2 separate regions of the Hordeum vulgare genome follow, and region 2 is linked to region 1. Evidence: chromatin contacts called from public Hi-C data. All regions are on one chromosome and are shown on one strand. The core of a region is the stretch at or near the end of the contact, and the rest is flanking DNA. Distances in the headings are between cores, read along the strand shown. Region 1 holds the start of LOC123406353 (CASP-like protein 2C4). Region 2 has its middle 24 kb from the start of LOC123406620.

What was found. Hi-C and Micro-C count contacts between places; a contact is called where the count stands out from the background.
Region 2: a Hi-C map of leaf shows a contact between it and region 1, with 4 times the contacts expected there. The contact joins the enhancer-like site here to the promoter of LOC123406353 in region 1. A contact is called at or near these places in 2 of 6 Hi-C or Micro-C datasets (leaf and seedling).

Annotation. Positions count from the first base shown.
Region 1 is chr6H:122,708,210-122,715,651 of MorexV3_pseudomolecules_assembly, forward strand. LOC123406353 (CASP-like protein 2C4) reads left to right here and starts at 2,594. Exons shown (of 3, transcript XM_045099859.1): 1 at 2,594-3,123; 2 at 3,232-3,376. The coding sequence starts at 2,789. It overlaps LOC123406352 (calmodulin-binding protein 60 B-like), which reads left to right. Exons shown (of 8, transcript XM_045099858.1): 8 at 87-950. The coding sequence ends at 661.
Region 2 is chr6H:122,982,434-122,989,875 of MorexV3_pseudomolecules_assembly, forward strand. No RefSeq gene overlaps it. Among protein-coding and RNA genes, the nearest start is that of LOC123406620, 24 kb to the left of the region's middle. Within about 2 kb of position 2,893, at least 1 of the 3 cell types and tissues checked has open chromatin away from gene starts, as enhancers often do. A contact at or near this core is called in leaf, where this site is marked.

The DNA.
Region 1 (7,442 bases), core at 1,344-3,843:
TAAGCAAATGGTGTATGAAATATTTTATGATGTCACTGTGGAATAGCAGTTTCTGAAAACCATATGTTTTGTTTCATCTATTGCAGGCTCAAATGGTTCTATAGGGTATGATGGCAACCAGACAGCAACACAGTCTGTTCAGCTTCAGAGTTCATCTGCTAATGTGCCGTTGCCATATGATGAGGCCTTTTCATTTTTGCCGCCTACCATGTTGATGGGTTCTAATCAAGGAACAGCAAGTGATGCCATGGGTCTGGAACTCAGCCAATTGCATCACACAATTTCTCAAGCCCATCCAATTCAACCAGCAAATGTCAGCTACGATAATTGGCATCACAACCGTGATAGTCAGTATGCTGATGATTTCACCGAAGACATTCGCATGAAAAGCCACCAACTGCTCGAGGGTGAAGACATGCAGCAGCTGCTCAGGGTCTTCAATATGGGTGGAGCTTCTCCTGGTTTGCCAGACGAGACGTTTTCCTACCAGACCTACATGCCATCTCCATTGCCAACCCCAGGCTTCGAAGGTGAGCCCAGCCGTCCATCGGGCAAAGCCGTTGTTGGGTGGCTCAAGATAAAGGCCGCTATGAGGTGGGGAATATTTGTCAGGAAGAAAGCTGCGGAGAGAAGGGCACAGATTGTTGAGCTGGATGATTAAGATCTTGGCGTGTGCTCACTGTTAGTTGAAATCTCAAATACCAGCTGCTGTTGCTGCGAACTAGTTCTTTGGCTCACATATTCGTCGTGATTGCCATTGAAGCTAGTTTTCTGTAAATCTACAGCGAGCAGCTCTGCTATCTTGTAAAAAAATGCCGACCCGCTTCCTTGTATAATTTCAACATAAATTCTTGTTTAGTGCCTTTTCCGTTTAGCTTAATTTGTGCAGAATATTGCTGTAGAAGACGATGTGAATTGATTTGAACAGTATTACGTTTTTGTGGCTGTTACTTGGTTGGGGGTCCATAACTACTGGAAGAACATGTTTGTAAGGCTCAGTAATTTTGTTGAAGTGGTGCATCGGCATTATGTTCTTGGCCTCTTTTATCAAGTGATCATACAGTGACCATTTGTTGCAGCCGGGCATGTCATTTATAAGAAGTTGAGCTGATGGGACGTGGAGGTCTTCCAGTCAAATGGAGGGCAAACTGAACCACACATTTTTTTTTCCTTTTCAATAGTCACTAATTTTCTCGAATGCCAGCTTACGGACGGAAGATACGGAGGTACGTGTCCACACCTAACCTAATTAGCCCCTCTCCCCTTTGATTTTTTTCTCCTAATCATCCTCAGTCCGATATCTTTTCTCCCTAAGATTTGTAGTAGATGCAGCGTCTTTTTTTTTTTATAAGATTTTAATCGTAGTTGATGTTTCAAGTTGCTGTGTATCGTATTCGAGGTGGTTGACGCTTGATGCAGTCTCGTTGACGCCCAAAGCTGCGAAGGCTACCCGTAACTGTAAGCAAACGCAGATGGCTACACCCCCTTTCACACCATGTTCACAATCTCTGTCAATGCAGCGTATACTCCCTTCGTAAAGAATATAATAGTGTTTAGAACGACATCCCAAGCAGGGCCTTAGGGAGGTAAAACGTGAGGATGCCACGCATATTCACACATTTCCTAATGGGTGAATTCCCATTTATGTTGCAAATTTCCTGTACAAAAAAGGATTGTGGATTGCTCTTCACTTCATTCAACTAATCTGGTTAATTCTAAAATCACATCAGTTTGGCCTACCTTGTTAGTTTTGAGATTATTTTCTCATGCTCATCGCTTTGAATGATTTTTTAGTTGCAGCTTTGAGTTTTTCGTTTGTCTTTCTTCAGCTCATTGTCTTAAACTCTGCTAATCGTGACCAGATCATGTCTCTAGATATGTGAGTGCACAATACAGAAGAGGAACAGGACAATTCCATACTGTTGGCGGCATCAATTGTAAAATTTACCATGAAGAATGCATCATGACGTGACAGAGAATAGAGTAGGGTGAGTTTTTTTTTGTTTTTGTTTTTGCAAAACGTAAGGAGGGTTTATTTGTATGCTAACAAGTCAAGTATGCAAACCAACCTATGATTGAATGGTTAGAAGGACAGTGGTATCCCTTGTCCACAAGAGTTTAAGTTTCATATTTAACATTCTTGTTGCCGTTTACCTGAATTTATTCCAAGCATTCTAGCAACATGCGTTCACTGAGAGGGAGTGAATTGTGAAAAACCATTACATTGAAGCGTGGTTCTGCAGAAAACACTTTTTTACGAAATCTTTGCAGATATCACTAATTTTTATCCTAATCATTTGCAAAAAACACCTAATCGCCTCTTCGCCCCTTTTAACCTCTATTATGACAAGGGGGCCCGTTTTTTGACGACCTGGCGTAACGGCCAGTAACTCACGCCGTCTCATGACGCTGTCCAGGAACACCCGGTTGAGCCGCTGCTTAAGATACACGTGATTAGAGCCATATTGAGAACCCCATATTGCCCAACTTAAGATACACGTGATTAGAGCCATTGTGTGGTGTATTATTGGTTGATGACATAGACACTAGCATACGATAATCAAGCACACAAATTGCTGGTCATCCTCTAAAAGCCATGGCATTTTATAAAGCTGCCCAAAGGTTCATAAGCATACGTGCAGTTACAGTGAAGCCCATGAAATTCAACGCAATTTGGTGAAAAATTTAAATCCCATACAAACATGGCGGCCTCAACGCTCACGTACTACTTTCGAGCCCCTTTGCACCACCGCAGCCAGCCCCCATCAAAATTGATGGGAGCCGATGGATGGATATCGGTGATATAAAGCACGCGCTCTGGCCCCCAACGCTTTCCGCGCGCGCTACCCCGCCAGAGCGTTCACGTCCGAAGGCTCCACAGAGCTCCCCAAAACGTCGGCCGGGAAGCGAGGCGGAGACCGATCGAGCGAGGCGGCCGGGCGACATGGGGGCGGTGGCGAGGCTGCAGGCGGTGGTGGCGTCGGGCAGGGCGGAGAGCCTCCTCCGGGGCGCGTGCGCGGTGGGGTCGGCGGCGTCCGCGCTGCTCCTCGGCCTGAGCGCACAGACCAAGACGGTGTTCTTCATCCGGAAGAAGGCCGTGCCCAAGGACGTCGAGGCCCTCTGGTACATGCTACGCGCCCACGCGCGCCCCATGTTCGGCCACGGATCGATGTAGTGCTACCAGGTTTCGCGACGATCCTGATCGAATTCTTGCTGTGTGAGTGTGACCAGGGTGCTGGTCGTGGCGGCGGCCGTGGCCGCGGGGTACCACGCCGCGCGGCTCCTCAAGCGGCTCTGCTCCGGCGGCCGCTTCGCCGGCGGCGAGGACCGGGGCTGCGCCAGGGCGGTCGCGTGGGCATGTTTCCTCCTCGACAAGGTAACCAACTACTACTACTAGCTGATTACTTTTCGGTGAATTGATTTGTAGCTTCAGTATAATCAGTTAGCTAGACTAGCGGGTCGTGGTGATCGTCGATCCAGGAAGGAAGGAAGGAGGAAACAGGCCGGCCGCGTGCGCGTGCTTGGCGCCCAACCGTTTCCCATTAATACGCTACGCATCGAATGGAATTATCGTGAGCCGGCTACAGGCTACAGGCTACAGGCTACAGCGACGGGCGTGTGCGTGTGCGTGGACACTCCGCCGTCGCTTTTACCCACGGCTAGGTAGCAGCAGGAGGACGGTAGTGGTGATGGGCCTTTCTGCCTGTCGTTTTTGATCGGGCAGGCCAAACTTTTAGCCAGTTAAGGCCTCGCTTCCTTCGACCTTCCCGTCCCCATTTCCTCTCTCGCCGGTCGCCGCCGGCGAGCGAGCAATCTCCCCCGTCTCCGGCGCCCGTCTCAGTCGCCGGTTTACCATCACCCTCTGCACGACAATGGGTTTTTACTCCTCTACCGAGAGGTGATCTGTTTTGGGTTCGTCTCGGGTTGTCGCTCCGCGCCATCTCCCACTTTTATTTTGCACTTCGCCACCAATGCCGCTGGAGAACTGCATCGTATGGTTAGGAAACCGAACCAGGACAGCTTTGCTTTGCAAGAACTCCTTGTCGCTTTAAGTTCATAGTTCTATCCTAGGGACATGTTATAGATATAATCCGGCACGTCATGTAGGCACTGAACGGCGGAGAAGATCAGAAGAGTGGTTGCTCACGTGATGTGCTCTCGCCAAATATAATTCCGTACCACAGTACATCGTTAATCGTTTGATGGTACGGTATGGAGAGGAAGGGTCATAACTCATGCGGTTGCAACCGTAACGGGGTCGTTTCTGAACCTTAACTCGCGACGCGTAACAAGAATCTTGATGGACTGATGGCCGCACTGCTAACGGCAACAGCAGAACACATTAAGAGCAACTTTAGCAGAGTCACCGGTTCGATCTGCATTTTTTTATTTAGAAAAGGAGGTTTACCCCGCCTATGCATGTGGACGATACATGCAGCCATTTTATTAATTATTTACAAAAACCTTATAAGTAGTACATTAGTTTGTCCGAAGACACCATCTTAGCAACAACTGTCGCTACTCCCAACCACTTGATGAAAGGATGTCGATAGCCCGAGCCTATAACCAAACAAACATTGTACCAAAGCCTAACATCTAAAGCCAGAGGCACCAACCGAGCCACATACTGGGTTTAGGGTACAAACCGGTTCAATACACTCTCATGTGTCGTCGCCGTCATCTTCCACCAATACATCTTCAGAGTAGAAACTAACACACCGACTTACCAGACCTCTCTGCCATCGACGCCACCATGACGTCACAAAGTGTCCTCCTGCGCGAGTCCATCTCCGCGCATCAGATGCCGAGTCTCCGCTACGCCATGCCGTCGAGATCCACCGCCATCAATGAGTAAGATGAAGCAGCGCTCCACCAAAGAAGCCGTCCACTGGTCTCTTGAGCCCGTGTACACCTCCAAGAAAGACGTCCCCAAGAGGAAAACAACATCTGGCCGCCGTCGTCATCCGATCTACTGATCTAGGGTTTCCCCCGGAGGTAGCGGATAGAGGTCTTGAGCTTCTCCACAATGATGCCCTTAAGAAGGTAACGACACAAAAGAGTGTCGCCATCCCCGGTCTTAGCAACAAGCCGAGAACGAGGTTTTCACCCGTATCCGCTCGACGAACCTCCGTCTCGCATCGTGCGCACACACCACCATCAATCTCCGCCACCGTAGAGCGAGCAAGCCACTCTGGCTAGATCAGATATGACCAGAGGGCCAACCATGCCCACAACTGACCAGCCCACCAAAGCCCTCCACGCCGCCGCCGATCCGAGGTACCGTAGCGCCATGGCTACATGCAGCAGCTCCACCACTAGTCATCTGCCGCCGCTCGCTGCCAGGAGCGAGCCACCGCCATGGAGGCTCGGATCTGGGGACGCACTTCGGCTCGCCTGGATGCCCCGCGCCACCCTCGCGCGCGAGAAGGAGAGGCTCCTCCGCCACCGCCTTCAGCCGCCAGGGCTTAGCCCGACGGTTTCCTCCAGCGACGACGGAGGGGAGGGGTGGAATGGGGAGTGACCGGCAGCTAAGGTTGGGGCCCCTTGGCCGCCCGCGCAGGGGCAGCGGAGGGGAGGGGAGATAGGAAGTTGCACTTAGCTTCTCATTGCAAATTCATTTGGTTCGATCTGCATAATAATCAACAATTCAACGATTTTGGCTGGAAAAAAAAACTCTAGCAGAATGGCCATTTTGTCTTCTGTCGCTATAATTTATGTAGCGCTCTCCATATACGATGAGCCTTCATATTTGAAGGCTGGAGGCACTTAAGTTATATAGCACAACCTTCATCCACCAACCACTCACGTCGTTGGAAAGTTTCAGCCTCCTCCTCATCCACCATCTCTTCACCCTATCAATGACACATGTCGTAGAAGAGGCCATGGCATGAGGAAGCGTGTCAATTAGTAGTTGTTAGCCGTATGTCAACTGCTAGTGGTCATTAAGGACATGTTTTTGTCTTATTTACCCACTGCTCGTCACATTTTTTGCATGACCCATCGCGCTCTCTATAAAAAGACCGCCACGAGTATGGTGGATCTTGGTGGTGGTTGGGACATCGTGAATCTCTCAAGAAGATCGACATCGAATACCAGGAACATGACGTCGTGCAAGCGTGTTAAGTGACAGCCGTCGGCAGTCATGGAGTTTTGTATCCCCCGGTCACTAGGACTGGCTAGAGACACAGGTGTCTATGCCTCCTACCATGAAGATGTTGATTTACACGTTGTGGCTAATCTCAGGCTAGGAGTGAAAGGAGGTGCCTTTTACTCCTACCGTGGTGGATGCAACATGATGTGGGCGGAGGGTGATGACTTGAACATGCATGCCGGTGTGACGGCCCCGGGTGACGGTCCGCATGGTTGGCTCTCTGGCGTGCAACATTGCGGTGGTGGCGACTCCATCTTGGTCGTGTGGGTGACGGGACGGTTAGAGGCAGGTGGCTCAGGTGTCCTCTTTGTCTTCGCAGTAGTGATGCTCCGATCCGGTGTGGGAATTTTTCTCGTCGCGATTGCCCTGGAGACTTGGTAACAAGAATCTTGATGGACTGATGGCCGCACTGCCAATAGCAACAACAGAACACATTAACAAAAACTTTAGCAGATTCACCTGTTCTATCTGCATAATAATCATCAATTCAACAATTTTGGCTTAAAAAACTCTAGTAGAGTGGCCATCGTGTCTTTGGTCGCTATAACTTATGTAGCGTGTTCCATATTCGATCCAGGAACCTTCATATTTGAAGCCCGGAGGCACTGATATGGCACAACCTTCACCCACCAATCGCTCACGTCGCAGGAAAGTTTCAGCCCCCTCCTCGTCCACCATTTCTTCACTCTACGAATGAAACATGTCGTAGAAGACGACATGGCATCAGGAAGCATGTTAATTAGTGGTGGTTGGTCGTCTGCCAACTGCTAGTGGTCATTAACGTCATGTTTTTCGTCTTATTTACCCACCGTATATACAAAGACCGTCGAGAGTATGGTGGATCTTGGTGGTGGTCGAGACATCGCGAGTCTGTCGGGTAGATCGGTGTTGGAGACCACGGACATGACATCATGCAAGTTGTCCAGTGGTGGAAATTGGTAGTCACGGAGTTGTGTCTCCCCTGGTCTGCTAGGACTGACTGGATGCACATGTGTCCACGCCTCGTAATGTGAAGATATTGATTCACACTTTGTGGCTGATCTCAGGTTAGGAGTGAAAGGAGCCGCCTTTTACTCCTACTGTGATGGGTGCACCGTGATGTGTGCGGACGATGATGGCTTGAACATGGATCCGGTGTGGCGTCCCCAGGTGAGAGTCCGCATGGTTGGCTCTTTGGTGGGCAACATTGTGGTGGCGGCGGCTCTCCATCTTGGTCGTGTGGGTGGCAGGACGGTTAGAGGCATGTGGCTCGGGTGTCTCTTTGTCTTCACATAGTGATGCTCCGATCCGG
Region 2 (7,442 bases), core at 1,643-4,142, 270 kb after region 1:
TCCAAGTAGGATTGGAGTAGGACTCCTCCACCTCCAATTTCGGCCAAACCTTTAGGTTTTGAGGCTGCCTCCTCCCCTCCCTCCCTCCTATATATAGTGGGGTTTTAGGGCTGATTTGAGACAACTTTTGCCACGGCAGCCCGACCACATACCTCCACGGTTTTACCTCTAGATCGCGTTTCTGCGGAGCTCGGGCGGAGCCCTGCTGATATTAGATCACCACCAACCTCCAGAGCGTCGTCACGCTGCCGGAGAGCTCATCTACCTCTCCGTCTCTCTTGCTGGATCAAGAAGGCCGAGATCATCGTCGAGTTGTACGTGTGCTAAACACGGAGGTGCCGTCCGTTCGGCACTAGATCGTAGCGGATCATGGGACGGATCGCGGGACGGTTCGTGGGACGGTTCGCGGGGCGGATCGAGGGACGTGAGGACGTTCCACTACATCAACCGCGTTTCTTAACGCTTATGTTGTGCGATCTACAAGGGTACGTAGATCGGAAATCCCCTCTCGTAGATGGACATCACCATGATAGGTCTTCGTGCGCGTAGGAAAAAAAAAATTTCCCATGCGACGTTCCCCAACAACATCTATATATAGAGTTATAAAATACAAGAAATGAAAAGGTGTCTGTTTGAGAAGGCACCAGCAACCAACATCGGTTTCCATATGGAAACTGCCATCTATTCCTTAAGCATGGATTAATAGGATTAGTTAACATCGGTTTCCTTCGTCACCACGGCGTGAGGTGTCGTGTGGTTTTTGCTGGCCGTGTGTGACCGATGGTTGGCGGCGGTAGGCTCTCTGATGCATGAGGGATTCTTGCAAGGGACGTCGGCGGGCTGCGATGGTAATGGGTTTGGTGAGCTCCGGGCGAAAGCCTAGCAAAACCTCGGTTGATGCCGGCGGATATAAGTTGTATAGGGATAGGAAAGTGGTTTACCTTGTATCCTTGTCTATCTCTTCTTCTCTCCCTTATCTTTTGTAACCTCCCGAGAGGATCTCTCTACTTGTACATCAAGGCATTGGCCATATATATACATTGCGGCCCGAGACAAATGGTTCTACGCTTCCTCATAAAACGAAAACATATATTATGAAGAAACTCGTGCGTGGCTTTCTCTGGCCCTATTTACCCGATTTGATTCGGGCAAGAGGTCCCTTGCCGCTCCCGCGAGCGGCCCGGGCGCAACTCTAGCCCCCGCTGCCGCCACCCCATGCCTCGCCTCTCCCCTCCCTCGCCGCCGCCGCGCAAAGCCTGTGCGTGCGTCGGCGGCGGCGGGGCTCATCCCTTCCCACTAGGCGTCCGAGCAGTGCGGGACGGCCGGCCCTGTGGAGGCGCCCGACTCGGCGGGACGCGTAGGACCGGCGACGGCTTGGGGTGGCACCGAGGATGTGCGGCCGACGCGAGCTCGGCGAGGCCGACGCGCGCGCGTGTATGCGGCACGGGCGGGGCGAGCTGGACTGCTGGAGGCGGAGTGGCGCAGCCGATGCGCGCGGGGGGATGGGCGGTGCGCAGCCGGCGCGCGGGTGGTGGGGCGGCGCGAGTAGGCGGAGTGGCTGCGGCGCAAGCGGCCGGAGGGGCGGCAGTACGAGGCCGACGGCGTCCTGGATCTGGACACGGCGGCACATCTGGGCCTAGTTGGGCCAGATCTGGGCTCAACGGGCCCACTCGTCCTGGGCTGTCGGTGCTTTGCCGCTCCCGGCAAATACGGTGGTGTTGCTTTGCCGCTCTCGGAGATGTGGAGGATGGCAGCGCGGCGGCGCTGCAACTGGAGGCTGGAGCGGGGCGGCTACGACGGCGTGAGGTGTCGTGTGGTTTTTGCTGGCCGTGTGTGACTGATGGTTGGTGGCGGCAGGCTCTCTGATGCATGAGGGATTCTTGCAAGGGACGTCGGCGAGCTGCGATGGTAATGGGTTTGGTGAGCTCCGGGCGAAAGCCTAGCAAGACCTCGGTTGATGCCGGCGGCGACAATGTCTTTGGATGTCGTTTCCCTCCTTGGAGGCGTCGTCGTGTGGAGCCCCTTCACCTCCCTTATCTTCTTAGTCAAATTCCGGGTGAAAACCTTAGCTCTGGCCTTGGCTGCAGCGGGCATCGACGCGTTCGGTCGATTCCTCCTTGGGGGCGATGCCTTTGGAGGTCCGGTCCCTTGTCAGCTCTGGTGGCTTTGGAGTTTTTGTCGTCGGCCAGGTTTCTGCACGGCCTCGGGGTCGGTGTGGAAGTCGGAGCGGCGGCTCCGGAGACTTCCTCTGCGTCTGGTGTTGCCTTTTGTCGCTTGGGCGGCAAAACCATCGACTCGGTTGGAACGTGGCCTCAGGGCCGGTGTGGATGTTGGAGCAGCGGCTCCGGAGATGGTTGTTGGGTGTCGGCTTCAGTTGTTCTGGTGATGGAGTTGGCGGCTCGTCGGATGAGCGGCCTCAGGGTCGGTGTGTGTTCTTGTTGGTTGTAAGTTGGAGCGACGGCTCCGGAATAGGGTTGTAGAGTGTCGATTTTGGTTGCTCGGGCAACGGAGTTGGCGGCTCGGCGGATGCGCGGCCTCGGGGTCGGTGTGTGGGTAATTTTGTTGTATCAGTTTTCGGTCGGTTTTTCTTATTAACTGACCAATTCTTCTTCTTCTATATAAAAAGGCAGAGCTCCTGCTGGTTCCTTTAAAAAAAAAGTCGTGTGTTTTGAATAACATGTCACTGTCCAAAATGGCAATAAATAGTGGAAGTAGCATTCGAGTCGATCCTCTGAACGGGAGCATAAGTTTCTCTTCGAGTTTTCATGTCTGGTGATGTGGCATGGCACGGAAGATACATGGCCCGGTCATGGTCAAGACAACAAGTAACACGTTGGTGGACTATGCTCCTCCCGGAGGCATTATTTGTTGCATTCAATCCGATTGAATAGACCCAGCCAGCACCCAAAACTTTTCCAGATTTGAATGAAGAGGCTGATGGCGCGTTCCTCGACCGAGCCCAACCAAGCGTGACCGGCTGCCCTCGTCAACAAGCTACACCCTCTTCCTCCTCGTCCTGCCTTCGCTCCCCGGCTCTCCTGATCATGTCTCTCTCGCGCGCGCGATGACCAACTATATAACCACTCCTCGGACGAGCATGGAGCAGAACGAACAAGCATCATCAGACTACGTGTATACACCACAGGGGGCAGGGCGCACTGATGGCAAGTGTTGTGCGGCTGCTGGCCGGCAGCAGCCTCGTACTGCCGGCCAAGTCGCGGTCGCCTGGCCGGAGCGGGCTGTGCTGCCGGGCGAGCCTGCGCGGCGTCGGAAGCAACAGCACCAGTGCCACCACGTCCGACCAGCGGCAGGTGGTTAGCAGCAGCGTCGACGAGCTTACGCTCGGCCGGGTAGACCCCCTCGTTGCGGGCGCCGAGGATGACGTCGTGATCGGAACGGGGGACGACGGCGCCGCGGAGGAGGCGGAGAAGCTCCGCGCGGTCGCGGAGGCGGCGGCGGACCGGGTCGAGATGCACGACATCATCGGCAGGCAGAGGGACAACTGGAACCACCTGCTGCTCCACTCGACGAACTCCCTCGCGCTCGCCGCCTGCGTCATGGCCGCGCTCGCGCCGGCGTCGACGAGCCTGCTCGCGCTCAAGGCGTCCGCGGGGTTGCTCCTGGCGTCGGCGGCCGTGACGATGGCGGCGGTCAACAAGATCCAGCCCTCGCAGCTTGCCGAGGAGCAGCGCAACGCCACGAGGCTGTGGAGGCAGCTCGAGCGCGACGTCCGCGCAACGCTCGCGCTCGGCGCGTCGGCGGCGACCAAGGACGACTTCTTCTTCTTCCAGGAGGCCGTGGAGAGGGTGCTCGCGCTCGACGCCGCCTACCCGCTTCCGCTGCTCCCCGGCATGCTGGAGAAGTTCCCCGACACAGTCGAGCCCGCGCGTTGGTGGCCGAACAAGAAGTATCCGGCTCGTCGGAGCGCGTGCAAGAAGTCGCCGTCCAAGTCCAACACCACCAGGCATGGCGCCCGGCGAGCTTCGATGACCGGTGGCAACGGCTGGACCCTGGAACTGGAAGAGGAGATGAGAGGCATCGCGAGGGTGCTCAAGGCCAAGGACGAGCAGGAGTACCTGTCATTCGGTAAGGTGGTGCTGAGACTTAATCGAGGCCTCGCGGTCGCCGGCCCGGCGCTGGCCGGCACAGCCGCGATCGCCGCAGCGTTCATCGGGTCCGGCGATGCCGGGACGTCTTGGGCATCCGGGGCGGCGGTCCTCGGCGGCGCTCTGGCCGCGGCGGTGAACACGGTGGAGCACGGCGGGCAGGTGGGCATGGTGTTCGAGCTGTGCCGCAACGTCACGGGGTTGTACCGAAAGATCCAAGACGACATCGAGGAGAACCTGGAGGAAGCCAACGTCGAGCAGAGGGAGAACGGCGAATTGTTTGAGACCAAAGTGGCGTTGCAGCTTGGCCGGAGCCCGTCAGACCTCAAGCACTTCAACGAGATGGCCTCGCCGTCCTTCAGGGACGAGGACATTAGGAATTTTGCCGGGAAACTTTTCTAGTCTAGGTAAAACTACTACTCCCTCCGTCACGGTTTAGAAGGCACAGTTAGACTTGCGTGCGTTTTCAAAATAGACAAAGATTAAGGCACGTTGCATTTACTTCTAGCAGCTAATTAGTACTTCGTTGTACTACTTCTATATGCATGCGTAGTGTAAATGCTATTTTTTAACTCATTTCACAGCCAATCAATAACCACCTAGGTCCTAGAAAATTTGCATGCATGCCTTCTAAACCGTGACGGAGGGAGTAGTCATGGTGGTGCAGTGTTGACTTTGTGGGGCTGGAATTAAATAGCATGACATATTTATTGGTTGTTTAATCAAATAAACATAAAATGGGACTCAAACTCAAAATAAATGAAAGCTGGGACTGTTTGGCCGAGAATTATTTCCCATGTTTATTAGTATTTGTTTTTATTATTTTACATGTGCCTAAATTGTCCTTGCTTTAGTCCATTTTTTGTCGGTGTGATGTTTTTTCTTTGATTTTTTGTAGAATGACTTAAGTTTATTGGAACTCAACAAAATTATAGATACAATGCATTGGGTCGTAGTTCCAAAAAATTACAAAATTAATTTTATAATTGAGAAAGCATTGAAATTTCTAAAAAGTGTTTTATTTGTGGTATCAATCTTTGCGACACGATATACTGCCAAGATTTCAGTGAAAAGAGTGCAGTCAGATCGACATAGGGACGCCGCCACTTGTATCACTAATAGAAAACAGGTCTATGATGATATCACTAATAGAAAAAACAGGGCTATGTTTATCATACTTCGAAAGAGATTGTCCACTATGTAGACGAAGTGCATCCAATTTTTGTCGTAACCGTGTCAACTTTTTAGCATATGATACGTGGATGAAATGATTATACCATTCTAGGTTTCAGCCTTTTCACAGTTCATTTGTAGCGATTTTCAATTTCACGGTCATTTAGCTCAAAAAAAATCATTAAATGCATGAAATATTGCAAATGAAGTCCGAAAGGGTTAAAAATTGATGATGTGGCTTTCAATGGTGCATATTAAAAGCATAAAAAGTGTGGAGTTAAAATAAGTTTAAAAAAATGAAATGTCTTTTTAAACATATATTTTCGTCTGAAACTCTGATACTTCGAAAGAGATTGTTCGGTTTGTACACGAAGTGCATCCAGTTTTTATCGTAACCTTGTCAACTTTTAAACGCATACCATGTGAATGGAATGATGATAACATGTCAGGTTTCAGCCTTTTTAGAGTTTATTTGAATTGTTTTTCACTTTGAAAGTCATTTAGCTCAAAAAAAGTTTAATATATTAAAATGTTCACCATGAGAAACCAATTCCTATGGCAACCATCGTAGGCTGTTATGTATTTTTTTAGAATCCTAAAATTCCAAAGTAAAAAAGTTATCCTCAAATTTAAGAATTTATATTTTTTTGGTCAAACTACTTATTCAATAAATATTAGTGTTATTAAGTAATTGTTATTATTTAAAATAATAGTTTCAAACTCAAATGGTGAAACGTGTGACATCATGCTCAAGATCTTAATAGGATTGATATGATACATATAACATAAATTAATTGAATAAGTAGTTTATTTTTTTAACGTTTTTAATTCTTATAGATTTTTGAAATTCAAAAAGAATAAAAAATCAGATTTTATAAATTACTGTTTTTTAAATAAATGATGTCATATTTGTATTCGTCACATTTTTCTGATAATAATGGATATATTATTTGTTGAATTTCGATTTATAGATTTAAAGATATTAATTATGTCATATTAAATGAATAAATGGCAAACAATGAATAAAATAACATTATTACTTATTTTATTTTAATTAATATTCAATATTATTGTTCCTTATTTTATTTTGAACTTTGTATTTATTTTGGATTTTTGTTTTTTAATGCTTTTTGATAATTATTTGAGTTTTTTTTGAAAGTTTTGCCTTTTTGAAAAAAATTTAGTTTTTAAATTAATTATTGTTGTGTGTTAATCATTGTTGTTTATTTTAATAATTGTTTGGATTTCAAAAAAGAATTAAATCATGTGACATCAAGACGTAAGCGTTAATAGGATTGATGGTTTACTATTGTTAAAAAAACAACAAGTGTACACTTGAAAAGTTATACAGATAGAACTCTAAAATTAAGCGTGGTTGGGTTGAAGGAGTGAGAGGATGGATTTGAAATGAGTGAAGTGGGTGACTGATCGGAAAATTAGACGGTTTGAAATGAGAGCTCCAAGCTAGAGTAGTTAGTAGGGACGATTAGAGGTTAAATTGTCAAATAAATCAAAGATCTAGAAATCAGATTTTTTTTTTCAAAAAATTGATTTAAAAAAATCAAAAAGTTCCTTTAGTCCCCGTTGGTGGACTAGAGGTCCTCAGCCCCAGCAGCCATGTGGACGGCCTTTAGTCCGGGTTCGTAACACAACTGGGACTAAAAGTTTCGACCTTTTGTCCTGGTTGGAAAACCGGGACTAAAGGCCCTTTGAAACCGCGACTAAAGGCCCGTTTTCCACTGATGTATACGTGTACGAAGTTGACTATTCATAGGTTTAAACAAAACTTTTACCTCGCTCATGATAAAAAATGGGCATGTACTTGGCATGAAAATAACCTCTAAAAATACAGGTCGTTGAACCACAAGATCTTCAACAGAACGTCAAATCATGACTCCAAAGTCACAACATATCACATCAACAAAAGCAACAAAATAGTAAACTCATCGGATCCATATGAACAAATCTGCAAGAACGTAAACCTAAAATTCGTAAGGTCGAGGACACCAAACCCACAAAGACACAAACTTACTTGCATATGTTGCATCCGTCGATAAGACTTCGCCATAGCAGGAGAAGAACTAGAGTATCTTTATTCTCCACGACATCACACCCGCTGCCAAATGTTGCCAATGAAGATTGAAGAAATCATGCTAATAATAT